2 separate regions of the Hordeum vulgare genome follow, and region 2 is linked to region 1. Evidence: chromatin contacts called from public Hi-C data. All regions are on one chromosome and are shown on one strand. The core of a region is the stretch at or near the end of the contact, and the rest is flanking DNA. Distances in the headings are between cores, read along the strand shown.

Region 1 (7,074 bases), core at 369-2,868:
GGTTACGATTCAATGTCGAAAAGTGTCCAGGCTATTAAGGTGGTGATGGACCAACACGACGGCCAAGATCTCCTCCTCATCACCGGACGAGGAATCGTCGAAGTCACAAAGAAATTGTGGAAAAAGAACCCGTCGACAGGATCCATTTTATACCTCGGCAAACTGTCGAACAGATTGCAGGCGTCGTCGAAGAAGTTGGTCGCGCGTGTCGTCTCGTGTTCGCGTCGATGCAAATCAAGCTAAATAATGAGCCGGAAATGAATCGGTAGACGGAGGAAAAGCAAACACGTGCCAGTTTGGATACTTTTCTGTCCGTCACGATGCAAACAGACACGCAAGGATAAAATGAATCAGCCAATTGGAGTTGCTCTTGGAGCTCCCATCATAGCATAGCAGTTAGTCCGGAGCGGTTGCAACCGACGTGGGCACGATCGTCCGTTCGTCCCGTCCTCTGGCTTGCTTCCGCACGCGACGGACCCGTCCTCGCCGACAAACGTTGCGTGCAGAAGCCGGTGATCTTGTTCTCTACCGGCGCGAGGCACATCATTGCAGTTCGCCGAACGCCGATCGGTGGTTTCCTCGCGCCAACTTAATCTCGTCGACTCGATGGGATGGCTCTACTTTACTTATTAGCCTTGCACTCTGCTCGAAGGCTACAGTATTTCGACCAAGACACGTATAGCGCTCCGGTGGAGGCAGAGGGGTCCTGCTCGATTTACTCGCTGGCCCCGTGATGCATCTGCCCAATAATCAATTCTGTCCGCAAGCAGCACGCCAAACTTCATCGGAAAAAGAAAAGCAGCACGCCAAAGCGCCTCCTTAAATCGGAGATTTTTCACCAACCGCCAGCCAGGGGGTGATCACCGCGCTGACAGCCAAAGCGCGGTGGGGCGGCATGTGGTGGGGGTTGGGGTTGGGGGTGGGGTGGGGGTGGGTGGAAAACTCGAAAGCATGATTAGCGACTGAAGCTTCGTGCTCAGGTCCTGTTTCTTTAAAAAGCCGAAGGACTTTTTTTTGTCTCAACTAAAAAGTCTCTAGTTCCTATCTGTTTCTTTCCAAGAACTAAATATGGACTAGAGGTCATTAAATAACATGAAAAAAACCATGTTATCCCTAGTAATATAATAGAAGTTATTAAATGACATGCTAAAAGTAGAGGCATTGTTGGAAAAAGAGTCAAAAAAGTCCCAAAAAGTCTCTCCCATAGGGACTTCTTACTTTAGTTCCAAATACCCATTTTAGTTCCTAGAAGTCCCTCCTGTTTCTTTCACATAAGACTAAAAGGAACTTTTTTAGTCCCTACATCAAAAAAATCTCTGGAAAGAAACACCCCCTCAGTCCCTCAGTCGTTGATGGACGCTCTCCCAATTTTCCTAATCAAAATTGCATCCACGATCGATACACAGCGGAGCAGGTAGGTGGCGGTAGGAATCTGATCGTGATGGATCATCGCCATACGTGCATGTGGCATGGGCTAGCACGATTGGAGGGGCCGGCACGCCAGACAAAGAATAATTAAAGCAAGAGAAAAAATACTGTGCTAAAGCTGGTAGTGGTCGATGGTTTCCTCTTTTTACAAGGCGAGTGGGCGTATTCTGGTAGGTGGATCCATGGACACCAACCCCGCCAGCGGCCGGTGGATAAATACAGGCACGTCGAGGCTGTGGGTGGACAGACACTCGATCCAACTCATTCCCCTACCCTGCTACCCAGGCACCACCAACCCAGGCAGAGCTAGCGACCAGAGCCATGGCGCCCAGCGGAGACAACACCGTGGCCAACGTCCACAGCGGCATCGACAGCACCAACAAGACGCTGCTCAAGAGCGACGCCCTCTACACCTACATCCTCGACACCACCGTGTTCCCCCGCGAGCACGAGTGCATGCGCGACCTGCGCCTCATCACCGACAAGCACCCCTGGTACGTACAGTATCATCTTCTTCCTCTGCATGCACGCTCCCACGTCCATCTCGATTGATCGATGTTACTAGCTAGTTACTTGTGGTTGCTGATAGATCTGGCTCTGATTCTTTGGATTCAGGGGTTACATGCAGTCGTCCTCGGACGAGGCGCAGCTGCTGGGGATGCTGATCAAGATGGCAGGGGCCAAGAAGACGATCGAGGTGGGCGTGTTCACGGGCTACTCGCTGCTGGCCACCGCGCTGGCGCTCCCCGAGGACGGCAAGATCGTGGCCATCGACACCGACCGTGAGTGCTACGAGGTGGGCCGCCCCTTCATCGAGAAGGCCGGCATGGCGCACAAGGTGGACTTCCGCGAGGGCACCGGCCTGGAGCGCCTGGAGGAGCTCCTCGCCGAGGACGATGGCGCGGCCAGCTACGACTTCGCGTTCGTGGACGCCGACAAGCCCAACTACGTGCGCTACCACGAGCAGCTGCTGCGGCTGGTGCGCGTCGGCGGCACCATCATCTACGACAACACGCTCTGGGGCGGCACGGTGGCGCTGCCGGCGGGCACGCCCTTGTCCGACCTCGACACCCGCTTCTCCGCCGCCCTCAGGGACCTCAACGCCAAGCTCGCCGCCGACCCGCGCATCGAGGTCTGCCAGCTCGCCATCGCCGACGGCGTCACCATCTGCCGCCGCGTCGTCTAGACGGGCGTCCGGTCAGGTCCGGCGTGAAGCATCGGGATCCGCCGTGCGTGGAGTCGATTTCGTTCCTTACCAGCCGCTTCCCTTAATCAATTGTATTATTTTTCCCTGCCAGCGCTGGCTAGCGTGAAGCATCTGATGGTTTCGAGTTTTCAATAATACTTTTTTGCTTTCGAAATTTGATGAGAGGAGAGGGAGGAGTGGTTCTACTTATGTACTGTACTCTTAAACTAAATATGGTGTTGCAATGACGAGGTCGCGTATATGGATGTCGTTGTCACCCGCCTCATTGTTAAGTTTATCTCACTTGCATTGTTAAATGCGAGAAGGTCAGACACGCCGGATGTACTGTAACGTATAGCGACATGAAGTGTTGATTTAAACAACATGCAGCGACGGGGACACCGCGACTTGTCTGGTCGATGTTGTGCGAGCTGTACAACCGCCATCCCAGGCGTCCGGTCAGTGACCAAAGGAAAAAAAGAGATCGAAATATCACTTTTGTACATGAACTTCCATATAAAAACAAATATAGATAAGATATAAGACTCGCCGACGTGTTTAATTAGTCCGGCGAGTCCAACGACCCACCTCAGATCTTTTTTTTCTTTTTCTTTATTCATTATTTTTTCTTTTTTCGCCTCCACCAACTCTATAAATGAGAAAATGAGAAATGCAGATATATGTACGCCTAAATAAAAGATTAAAATGAACACGCTTGATCACTAACCGAACACGTCCGTAGACGTTTAAAGAATCAGATTTGTTAAGATCAGTTATAGACGCTCTTAAACTCTATTTAAAGGATCAAATTTGTTAAGATCAGTTGTAGATGCTCTTAAACTCTATGTTAGAGCATCTACAATCGACTTTGCAAATCCTACCCTCTATATGTTTGGAGACGTGTTCGGACGCGTCTGCTAACAATGTGAGACTACTCTTATTTGGGTTGCCGCACATTCACACCGCACATTCACAAACTTTAAATGCGAATTGTCGAATCTATACAATCCATACACATCGATCATATGATACAAATCATTTCAATTCAACGGTTCAAAAGAAAACGATGAAGCAAAACAAATCATAGTTCCAAAATTTGTACATGCCAAAATAAGATTAAAGTGTGAGTGTGAAGATCACTCGTTGACTGGCGGAACCACTCATCGGACGCCATCCATGTCGCATGCTCCAAGGCCATCCTTGCGTCCTGATCCGCGTGCATCGTGGCTGCATTCATTGATGCTACAATAGACGCCCGCGCCGCCTAGTACTCCCTATGCTCATTGATCTCCTTCATCCTCACAAGTCACTTCTTTGGATGCTCATACAGGAGGCTTTCGTTCACCAGCATTATCTTCGCATCCTCCGTGTCCCGTATGATTTTCAACCTCTCATTCTCAAGCTCAACCTTTATAAATGTTTTGGCTTCTCGAGCTCCCATTTGATCGCCATCTCTTTCTTCTTCAACTCGATCTTGTCCCTCTCAATTTCTAGCTTCTTCTCCACCCTCTTCTAGTCCCAATTCATCCTCTGTTTTGCGCATCCAACATGAGCATGTACCTATCATATTTCTTGTTCTTCGTAACCGAAAAATATCCGCCCATGTGAAGGACATTTTTGTAGATGCGGCGGCACAGGAGGCCCTTGCCTTCTCCCACTTGTTTCACATCACATGTCGGTTATCATTTGGCATGGTGGTGCTTCCATTCTCCACTACAACATCTTGCTGTTCTTTGTCCAACCCAATTGATTGGTGGGAGCTTGAGCCATCATTACTCTTCTTACCAGCCTTGAGATCAACCCTAAGTTTTTTCCAATTTGCTTTGCCATTCAATATCACCAACAATGGCTAAATTGAAATTGCTTCTTCTCCGTTTCTTGATACATAGTGTCTGCCACCACCGTCTAGCAAACAAAATATGTATGGGCAGGAGAATGCAACAAAACAAGCATATGCAAATGACGACAGGATGAAGTAACTTAGCTTACGCGAGTTACCACTTCCATCCCACTTTGAGGGCACCCAAGCACTTGTGAATAGTAGCCTACGTCCTTGTTCACTTCCCCTTGAAGGATCCCCATTGATGTTGGAACATGCCACACTACGATTGGTGATGATAGGATGCTGCTCCACATATTGCACATGTTCATGATATTCCTTCCAAACCTACTCCCGACACTCATTCCTCTTTTGTTGTGTGTCGCGTATTGGATCTATGGTTGTGGTTGATACGTCTCCAACGTATCTAAAATTTATCAAGTACTCATGCCATGTTTGCAATAATTTTTTAGGGTTTCGGTACAGTTTTATTTGATTTTGATGGACTAACATATTAACCTAGTGCCCAGTGCGAGTTGTTCTTTTCTGCATGTTTTTGGTTTTCCAGAAAATCCATACCAAATGAAGTCCAAACGTGACGAAACTTTTTGATGATTTTTTTCTCGAAGGAAAGAGACCCGGGAAGCTTTGAGAAAGTAGAAGAAGATCCACAGGGTCCCCACAAGATAACATGGCACACCCTAGGGGGGTCGGTGCGCCCTAATGTCTTGTAGGCGCCCTGTGACACCTCTTTGCGTGAATCCAGCGCTGAAAATTCTTATATATTCGGAAACCCTTGAAAGTTAATCCGAAGCGACCTCAACCGGAGCTCTATTCCGGCACCCTACTGAAATGGGGAAGTCATCACCGAAGTCCATCTTGATCATCCTCGCTGCCTCCATGGCGAGGAGGGAGTAGTTCACCATCGGGGCTGAGGGTATGTACCAGTAGCTATGTGCTCTCTCTCTCACTCTCTCGTGATCTTGATATGACACAATCTTGATGTACCATGAGCTTTGTTAATATTGTCGGATCATATGGGGTTCTTCCCTCTCTATATTTGTTGTGATGAATTAAGTCTCACCCTTTGAGGTGTCATTATTATCGAATTGCATATATGATCATTTGAGAACACTAGATATGTGTATTGCATGTGGATACCCGTGGTGACAATGGGGTATTTTATTGAGTCAATTAATATATGTTTTGGTAATCAACTTGCGGATTCCCGCGCCGAGATTGGGGTATTATCGCACACAGTTTGTACATGTTTTCATCCTACTTTCTCTGACATAAAATTTTGGGCAACTCTTAGAAGTTCTTTGTGTTGGATTTCATGTTATGAATCTGAAATTGTTTGATGCATATAAAATAATTAACTCATGAGTACTTGATACATCCCAAAGATATCTACTTTTACAAACACTTTTGCTCTTGTTTTGGACTCTAATTTGCATGATTTGAATGAAACCAACCCAAACTGACGTTGTTTTCAGTAGAACTACCATGGTGTTTTTTGTGGAGAAATAAAAGTTCCCGAAATTGGACGAAAATTGGAGCAAAGAACCACCGGAGGGGGGGTACTAGTTGCTCACAAGGCAATAGGGCGCGTCCACCCCCTCGGCGTGCCCAGATGCCTTGTGGCGCCCACACGGCTCCCCTGACCTTAATTCCAAGCCTACAAATTCCTATTCACCGAGAATAAAAAGGAAAGAAGTTTTCATCATGTTCTACGAGACAGAGCCGCCGCCACCTCCTGTTCTTCCTCGGGAGGTCTGATCTGGTGTCCAATTGGAGCTCCGAAGAGGGGGATTCGTCGCCGCCATCATCACCAACCCTTCTCTATCAACAATTCAATGGTGCCCGCCATCGGGAGTGAGTAATTGCTTTGTAGGCTTGTTGGACGGTGATTGGATTGGATGAGATTTGTCATGTAAGTAACTTATTTTGATAGGTTTTGATCCCTAGTATCCACTATGTTTGGAGATTGATGTTGTTATGACTTTGCTATGCTTAATGCTTGTTACTAGGGCCCGAGAGCCATGGTTTCATATCTGAACCTATTATGTTTTCACAAATATGAGAGTGTTTTGGATCATATCTTGCAAGTTGTACGCACCTATTACGTGGCATGATCCGCATACCCCAAGGTGACAATAATTGGGATTCTTTCCGGTGATTACCATAGTTTGAGGCGTTCATGTATTCTCTATGTTTTAATGCTTTGTTCCATTTCTATATTAAAAGGAGGCCTTAATATCCCTTAGATTTCCTTATGAACCCCGTTGCCACAGGAGGGTAGGACAAAAAATGTCATGCAAGTTCTTACTATAAGCACGTATGACTATATACAGAATACATGCCTACATTACATTGATGAATTGGAGCTAGTTCTATGTCGCTCTAGTATGTAACTGTTACATGATGAATGACATCTAATACGATTATCTATCACCGATCCAATGCCTACACTTTTCGCATATTGATCTTTGTTACGTTACTATTGCTCCTACTGCTGTTATAAGCACTACAAATTTCTATTATTACTGTTTGTACTAATATTTTGCTATGCTGCTAAAACTCTTCTATAGAAAGATATTCGAGGTGTGGTTAAATTGACAAGTCAACTGCTAAGACCAAT
Region 2 (7,123 bases), core at 2,108-4,607, 150 kb before region 1:
GCACAAAACAATGAAGGCAGAAAGGTGGGCGATGGCATTCGGAGGGAAGTGATGGAGTTGAGCACCAAAATGATTCATGATACCTTTGAAGAAAGGATGCGGGGGCAGAGAGAAACCTCTGTGAACATGGCTGAGGAGCAAGACGCACTCCCCCTCCCATGGAGCCGGCTCGACCTCGTCGTCCGCCGGTAGCCTCCACGACTTATGCACGAGCTGGCCGTGCTCTACCAGCTCCAGCAGGTCCCCCTTTGTCACCGTGGAGGGGAGAAAGTCTCCCTGGATCCACCCCGCCTGCAACGGCCGCTGCCGCCGCTGAGCAGCCGCCGCCTTGGTCTTCTTCTTCTTCCTCGCCTTCATCTTGCTGGTCTGACCTTTGGTCATGGCGGCGACGGTGAGCTCTCGAGAAGGAGGGGAAGAGAAGGGCGTATAGGCGCAGGAGGTGGCGAGGAAGACGGAGCAAGCAAGACCAAAGGATTCGGCGAGCGTAACCGAAAAGTCTCGTCGCCCAGAGTTAAATAGAGCACCGACTGGGTCGCTGGCGAGCGGGCCCGGAATCTTATCTGCCCAACCAGCCGCGGCGATATCAGTGGAGGAGTTGAAGGAGCGAGGATCGAGGAGTCAGGTGCTACTCGAGCGAGCTGACGTCGTCCCCGCTAAGCGCGCGGAACCCGAAATTTGAGATCCCGGAAAATCCGCCGCTGTCAGTTGACCGGTCGCGTCAAAAGATGTCGTGGAAGCACTCGGTTCCCGACAGTCTGTTTCGCAAGCACTTCCACTCGGAGCGTTGGTCGAGAGAGAGATAAAATGGATAAGGGCAAGCAACGCCCAAGCCGAACCTAGTTCGGTCAGATCTGAACCTCAAGCATTGCTTCGACGTTTCAACCCCAATCCATTCGGGGACTAATGATGGGGTCATAGTCCTAGGGTAGGGTCATAGGCCTGCCCTACACGTCCTACCCAAGGGCTACCTCACACAAGGGACAGGACCTTAAGTATGCCCCGACTGAATTAAGGTGCCCCCATCATCCAGTCGGTAGCAGGCCCAGAATCATCCAGTCGGAGACTAACATTCGGAGAACACCGGGCCTACCGACTGGATACACTCGGTGCGCCGTAACCTCTGTGGAGGGAAACTGATGTACCTTTTCCGGGTGCATTTACTAGCATTTAGAGTATACGTTACCTGTAACGTATGCATTCAATCGCCACTACTCCACCCTTGAATCAGAACCGTTGTGGAGGGCAGCGCACTCTATATAAGCCGCCCTCCCCCACTGGTAAAAGGGTTAGCAAATCTTTGTACTCCATATCACACTCGGTAACAAGCTCCGAGAGCACTCAGACGTAGGGCTGTTACCTCCACCGCAGAGGGGACCGAACTCATACAACCTCGCCGTAGCTAGGACTCTGTCCATCTCATTCGTACCCTACACATCTACTGTCAGGCTTATACCCACGACATCAGCGGTTCTCTTTCCTACAGATGGGTCAGCGGTTCGATAACGATGACGGCTTCTAAAACTTGTGCACGTGATGTACGCTTTAGATTTGTTGCATCGGTTGTATGTTCCGACACGTTATATGGATGGATCGGCGACGACACCTGTTTAGATATGGGAAGTGAGAGCACTCCACATTATCGGGTTTGTAGGTGTGAGTGATGGTTTTGGATGGTTTGATGTATGCTCTTGTGAGACCTTTGTTGAATAATTAATAAAGATGATTGTATGCATCAATTAGTGCAGAGTTGGAGACTTTAACCCCTTTTTAAAAGAAATCAACATTCGATGAAAATCAATAAAAACCATGAGAAAAAGATCTTTTAAACTTTTAAATTTTTTAAAAAATACAAGATGTTAAGAGAATGATGTTTATTGTCACGTGAAATTTTAAATTAAAACACAATACGAGATATGAGCTATGAAAAAGACAAAAAACAAAAAACATGGTTCAATAGTATCGAACAATAACTCCTCTATTCATGACTGAATTTGTCTTTTTAATAGCTCACACCTTGTAACGTGTTTTAATTAGGAATTTTATGTGGTAATAAAACATCATCTTTTTCACATTTTACTTTTCAATTTTTTTAACTTCAAAATATAATTTTCAAGAAAATTTGTTGAATATTAGTTTTCGTACGATATTTTCCCCTCGCGGAGAATAGTCGAGTAGCAGATAGCCAATCCAGTCACAATTGTCACGGCTGCCCTGACCTCTAGTTTGAATGACTGAACGCGACATCTTGGAAGATGCTTCTCTGCACAGATGAATTCTACAGTACTATCCCGAGATGATGCTTCTCCCGACAGGGATTGTCCAAAGACTCGTGTATCTGAACAAAACTCGCAATATTCTTCTGAAACTCTGGAGAAAGAAAAGGAGAGTTCTGTTCTCCCGTCCTGCTGCACCACACAATTCGCAGCCGCACTCCGCTCTGCTCTCCGTGGTTAGATTTTTACCCGGCCCGAGCGACGAGGCTGCGAGCGGCGTCTAAATTTGCTTCTCGTTCCCGGCCGATCCCTGGCAAGAATATTTGCTTGTCAAAGCATCCAGCTCCATGAGACATTTCAAAGAAAGAGACGCGTACACTTGGGGAGTGGCGACCGCGTTGTAGAGATCAAACTTATCTTCGTGTCCAGGTCAAACAAAGAAAAAAATAGAAAAAAAAACTTATCTTGGTGCCCTGGTCAAATATAGAAAAAAAAAGTTATCTTCGTGTCGAGGTCAAACAAAGCAAATAACTTATCTTCCAGTCATCGTTCCATCACTTGTCGCCATCACAATTCACAAGTCCTTGGAGATGAGTCAGCTGCAAGAAGATAACAACAATTCATTTGTGACCCCTTCCCGCGTGATCAGTGTACTCAAATCCCTTGGTGTGTCTCTGTAATTCGGTGAAAGCACTACTTTTAGTCCGTCGAAAATGTTAACAATATGATATCAAATTTTTGTCATTTTCTAAATATTATTCCCGATAATGCGAGTTGATGGGTCACCTTCTCTAGCTCTCCTCTCCAGATACAGGGTGGCGAGTTCGCTAGCCGTCGTTAGATATAAATACTACTTACTTCGTCCGAAAATACTTGGCCTAAAAATATATAAAATAGATGTATTTATAATTAAAATAAGTCTAGATACATCTATTTCTTGGACAAGTTTTTCCGGAGGGAGGAAGTATGTGATTTTCATGTAAAATTTGTGCATACGAGGTGTTCTCCAAATTAAACAATACAACCATGCAGACACGCCTTTCTACAACGGGTTATTTAGTCGTGGTCGTGGGCAGCACACCTTTGCTTCGTGCACGCCGCAAGCCCTCAAGCATCTCCCACTTCACGGCCGTCTGCGTCAAACAGCGGCTTGGTATTCACCAGACAAAAAAAAAACAGACAAAATTATCCACCCCATTCCTAGTCTGCTCTCCGATTCATGGATTAGTTTGGTTTGTTGCCGCGGCCGCCGGATGTTGAATAGCAGGTGACCAGCTGATTCGAATATCCATTCGGGGTGCTATTTTTGCAAGTGGGGCTGGTTTGTGTCGCTATTCAGACGCCTTGTACCGCCAATTATAGAAAGTCTACCAGGAGCAGCTAAACTTTAGGGGACTCATACACGTCCACCGTCCGATGTGTGTTATACGTTCGCCATCTCGATAATCATTGGATCTATGCATGGACAACCGTTCGATTGATCTCGTGTCATGTTCTGTTTGTTTTCTCCCTATTCATTGATTTTCATAACTACGACTTTGTTGCACAAACAACTGTTTTGCTCCAAACCCGACAAACTTGTGTTCAGTAAAGATCTGTAGGGTAAACATGTGTAAAATATTTTTTGCAACAAAGGTCGTGTTATGGAAACACATGTAAAATATTTTTAGAGTAGAGTTGTTATATAATATGTTCTGCAACAAAGATCGTGTTGCGGAAATATTTGTAGAATTCCTTTTTACAACAAAGTTTGTTATAGAATATTTTCAGCAACAAAGATCATGTTGAAGAAGTATTTGATGATTTTTTTACAGTAGAAATCATGTTGCAGAAACGTGTGTATTTTTTTAACACAGGTCTTGTTGCACGAAATTTGTGCAACAATAATAGTGTTGCAGAAACTGTACAACGGCGACACCAACGGTTGCGATGTGGAACCACGGAGATGGCGGAGGAGGCTACAACGACATCGCACGTGCCTCGCGGAGGTGGGCCGACGGGTGCTACAGTTCATGCGTCAGGACACGTGAAGGCGGAGAGGTAGACGGTAGTGGGTCTCATCACGACACGTAGTTTGTAGCGAAGGAGACGCACGCTTGCGCGGTATCAGCCGGGCGAATGGAATTGTTTTCCTAAACTTTACCTATTAGAAGAGTAATCTATACCCAACAGCCTTCTTAGATCATGGACCTCTCAAGCCCATCACAAACGATCAGACAGATCATCCGGTGGTTAAAAAAACGACCGAGACAAGCATCCTAAATGGCCCTCAAACGTCCAGGCTGATTGACACCCATCATATCTAGTCCAAATATGAGGCGGATATGGATCGCCCGGGTGCGTCCGTCACGTCGGACCCGACAACCCGACCCTACCGTAAATTGCACCAAATCTACCCCCATCGACCTATCGGATCCATTTGCTCTCTCCTTTCTTCTTTCTCCTCTATGTCGTCCGTCTCGTAGTTGCGTCGTCGTGCGCGCTTCACAGCCATTCCGAGCATCTATGCCACCAACACCGACACGGCACTCCTGTTTCCCATCTTTGTCATCGGCGACGCAATCGTCGGTCCGGACGCCACCACGGCACGTGTGGCAACTCCCAAGCTACCCTCGCATTCTACGTGTTCGACACATTATTTGACCTAGATTTTTTGTGATCTTTATTGGGAAAACAATGAATTATGATGCTTCGTTGGACGTGGAGTATGGACCGGCAGAGCTTGATCAAATGATTCAAGATGAGTTCTTCAATTCCTCGGATTCGGACGAAGAAATGGATCTGATCATGCTCACGAGCATGCAAAAAAAAATGGACCGGCAAGTGGAGCATATTCTCAATTTCAACGGCTTAATCAAAGGGAGAAGAGTGATCGATAGGGTATCCGACACAAAGCAATTGCATAAGGACTACTTTGATTCGGACCGAACTATTCTGGGTGGTTCATGGTTTCATCGCCGTTTTTGCATGCGAAAATCGTTGTTTTTGCGCATTGTGGAGAGAGAACACGATGACTACTTAAAGCTCACAAGGGATTGTTACGGTCAACTTAATTTTTGTGCTAAGCAGAAGTGCACAACTGCTCTACGGATGCTTCACTTGGCACTACAGCAGATGTTGTTGGCGAGATGGTCAGGATGGGGAGAGCACATGCATGAAGACTACTGTCAAGTTTGCCCGCTGTCCGTGTCAAAACCGTCCGATCTCGAGTAGGGGGTCCAAACTGTGGATCTAGGGTCGATGGATAAATAGAGACAACGGGGACGATATTTTACTTAGGTTCGGGCCCTCTTGATGGAGGTAAAACCCTACGTCCTCCTCTTCCTGTTATTGATGAGATAGTGCATAGTACATGGTTGATCTACTGCAAGATCGATGTTATGGTCTAAACCCTAATCGTAAGGAGCTTGATGTGGCATGCTGGCTATGACCCCCTGGCTTATATAGACACTAGGGGTGCCAGGGTTTATACAAAGTCGGTTACAACAAAGAAGGAATATGTCGATGCCTATATCTTCTTGGATTGCACGCCAAGTTTTCGGAAGAGTTCATCTAGAATCCAACACTTTTGTCAATGGTCGAACAGGCTAGAGAGTCCGCCCCATATGGACAGGTAAGCAGCCCAAGGACCCCCTAATCCCGGACTCCGTCAGTAGCCTCCGAACTAGCCTCAAATACCGAAATCCTCCTCCATAGATGACGTCATGGGGCTCAGGCTTGCGAGGCGAGTTCCTCCTTTCTCCTTAAACCGAAGATAGTTCGGCTCCTGATGATTCCTTCCCCTTTAAACACATAGACAAATATATAGATGTTTATCCCTGGGCCTAACGTTTAACAATGGGCGGCATCTTTCATAATTCAAAAGGCCATAATTTGGTCGGGGCACTTTTTTTTTGAACAAGCAGCTCGAGACCGTTTTATTGGCACGTCCCATCATGGAGACCGTGCCCCCTTTTTCACGGATATGGTTTATGGCTTGGGTTTATCCCATGCACCATAATTGAAATTTTATCTGGAAGTGCCGGAGTTTACGACACATCTGCGAGGCCTTCGGCATTCCAGTGAGTTATAAAAGGTAAAAATTGTCACCTCGACCTCCTTTCGCACCTCAGATCTCTCTCACCATCGTCATTCCCCTCTCTCCAAGCTTCAGCGCCCCAGCTCTCCTTCCCCTCTCGAGTTCTCAAATCCCCTCACCAGTCGGCAATGGCCAGCGCTGGTTCCAACGGCAAGTGGGAGGTTTCCTCCGTCTTCGAAAAGGACATTTTGGAGCTAAAGCGCTACGGCTACCTTCCGGAAAACATAGCCCACCGTGCGCCAGAGGAGGACCAGGTTGTCCCCACCCCTAAGGATTGGGAAAGAGTAGTTTTTATACCTTACTTCATTAGAGGCTTAAGATTTCCCCGTCACCCATTCGTTTGGGGATCATGTTTTACTATGGTATTGATTTCCACGATCTCCCCCTGAATTCCATCACCCATCTTTCCGATTTCATTATGGTCTGCGAGGCCTTCTTGCAGGTCCAACCCCACTTCAGCCTGTGGCTGAAGGTCCTCAATGTCAAGCCCAAGGTCATTAATGGTGAGCAGGCTGACTACGAAGGGGAAATGATCGACAAGCTCAAAAAGGCTACATGGCCAAAGGGCACATTCATCGACACTATCAAGTCATGGCAAAAGGAGTGGTTCTATATCACCAAGCCACGCAACGCAGGCGAGGTAGCTCCTCCTGCATTCAGATCTGCCCCCTACGTGCCTCACATCCTCGACGGAAAAGGCCCTAGATTGGGGGGGGGGGGAGGCCACACATGTGAAGGATCTCACGAAGAGGATCTCCAATCTGATGGAGAAAATCGACCTCACCAACGTGGTACAGGTGATGCTGCACAGCGGCCTTCTCCCCTGCGAGTA

What was found. Hi-C and Micro-C count contacts between places; a contact is called where the count stands out from the background.
Region 2: a contact with region 1 is called in a Hi-C map of leaf, with 2.1 times the contacts expected there. The contact joins the enhancer-like site here to the promoter of LOC123410479 in region 1. A contact is called at or near these places in 2 of 6 Hi-C or Micro-C datasets (leaf and seedling) and 1 of 1 datasets of contacts at active chromatin or transcription factors (embryo).

The regions. Positions count from the first base shown.
Region 1 is chr7H:161,729,679-161,736,752 of MorexV3_pseudomolecules_assembly, reverse strand. It overlaps LOC123410479 (tricin synthase 1-like), which reads left to right and starts at 1,618. Exons shown (of 2, transcript XM_045103426.1): 1 at 1,618-1,922; 2 at 2,044-2,862. The coding sequence starts at 1,750. The coding sequence ends at 2,614.
Region 2 is chr7H:161,881,140-161,888,262 of MorexV3_pseudomolecules_assembly, reverse strand. No RefSeq gene overlaps it. Among protein-coding and RNA genes, the nearest start is that of LOC123410479, 150 kb to the right of the region's middle. Within about 2 kb of position 3,357, at least 1 of the 3 cell types and tissues checked has open chromatin away from gene starts, as enhancers often do. A contact at or near this core is called in leaf, where this site is marked.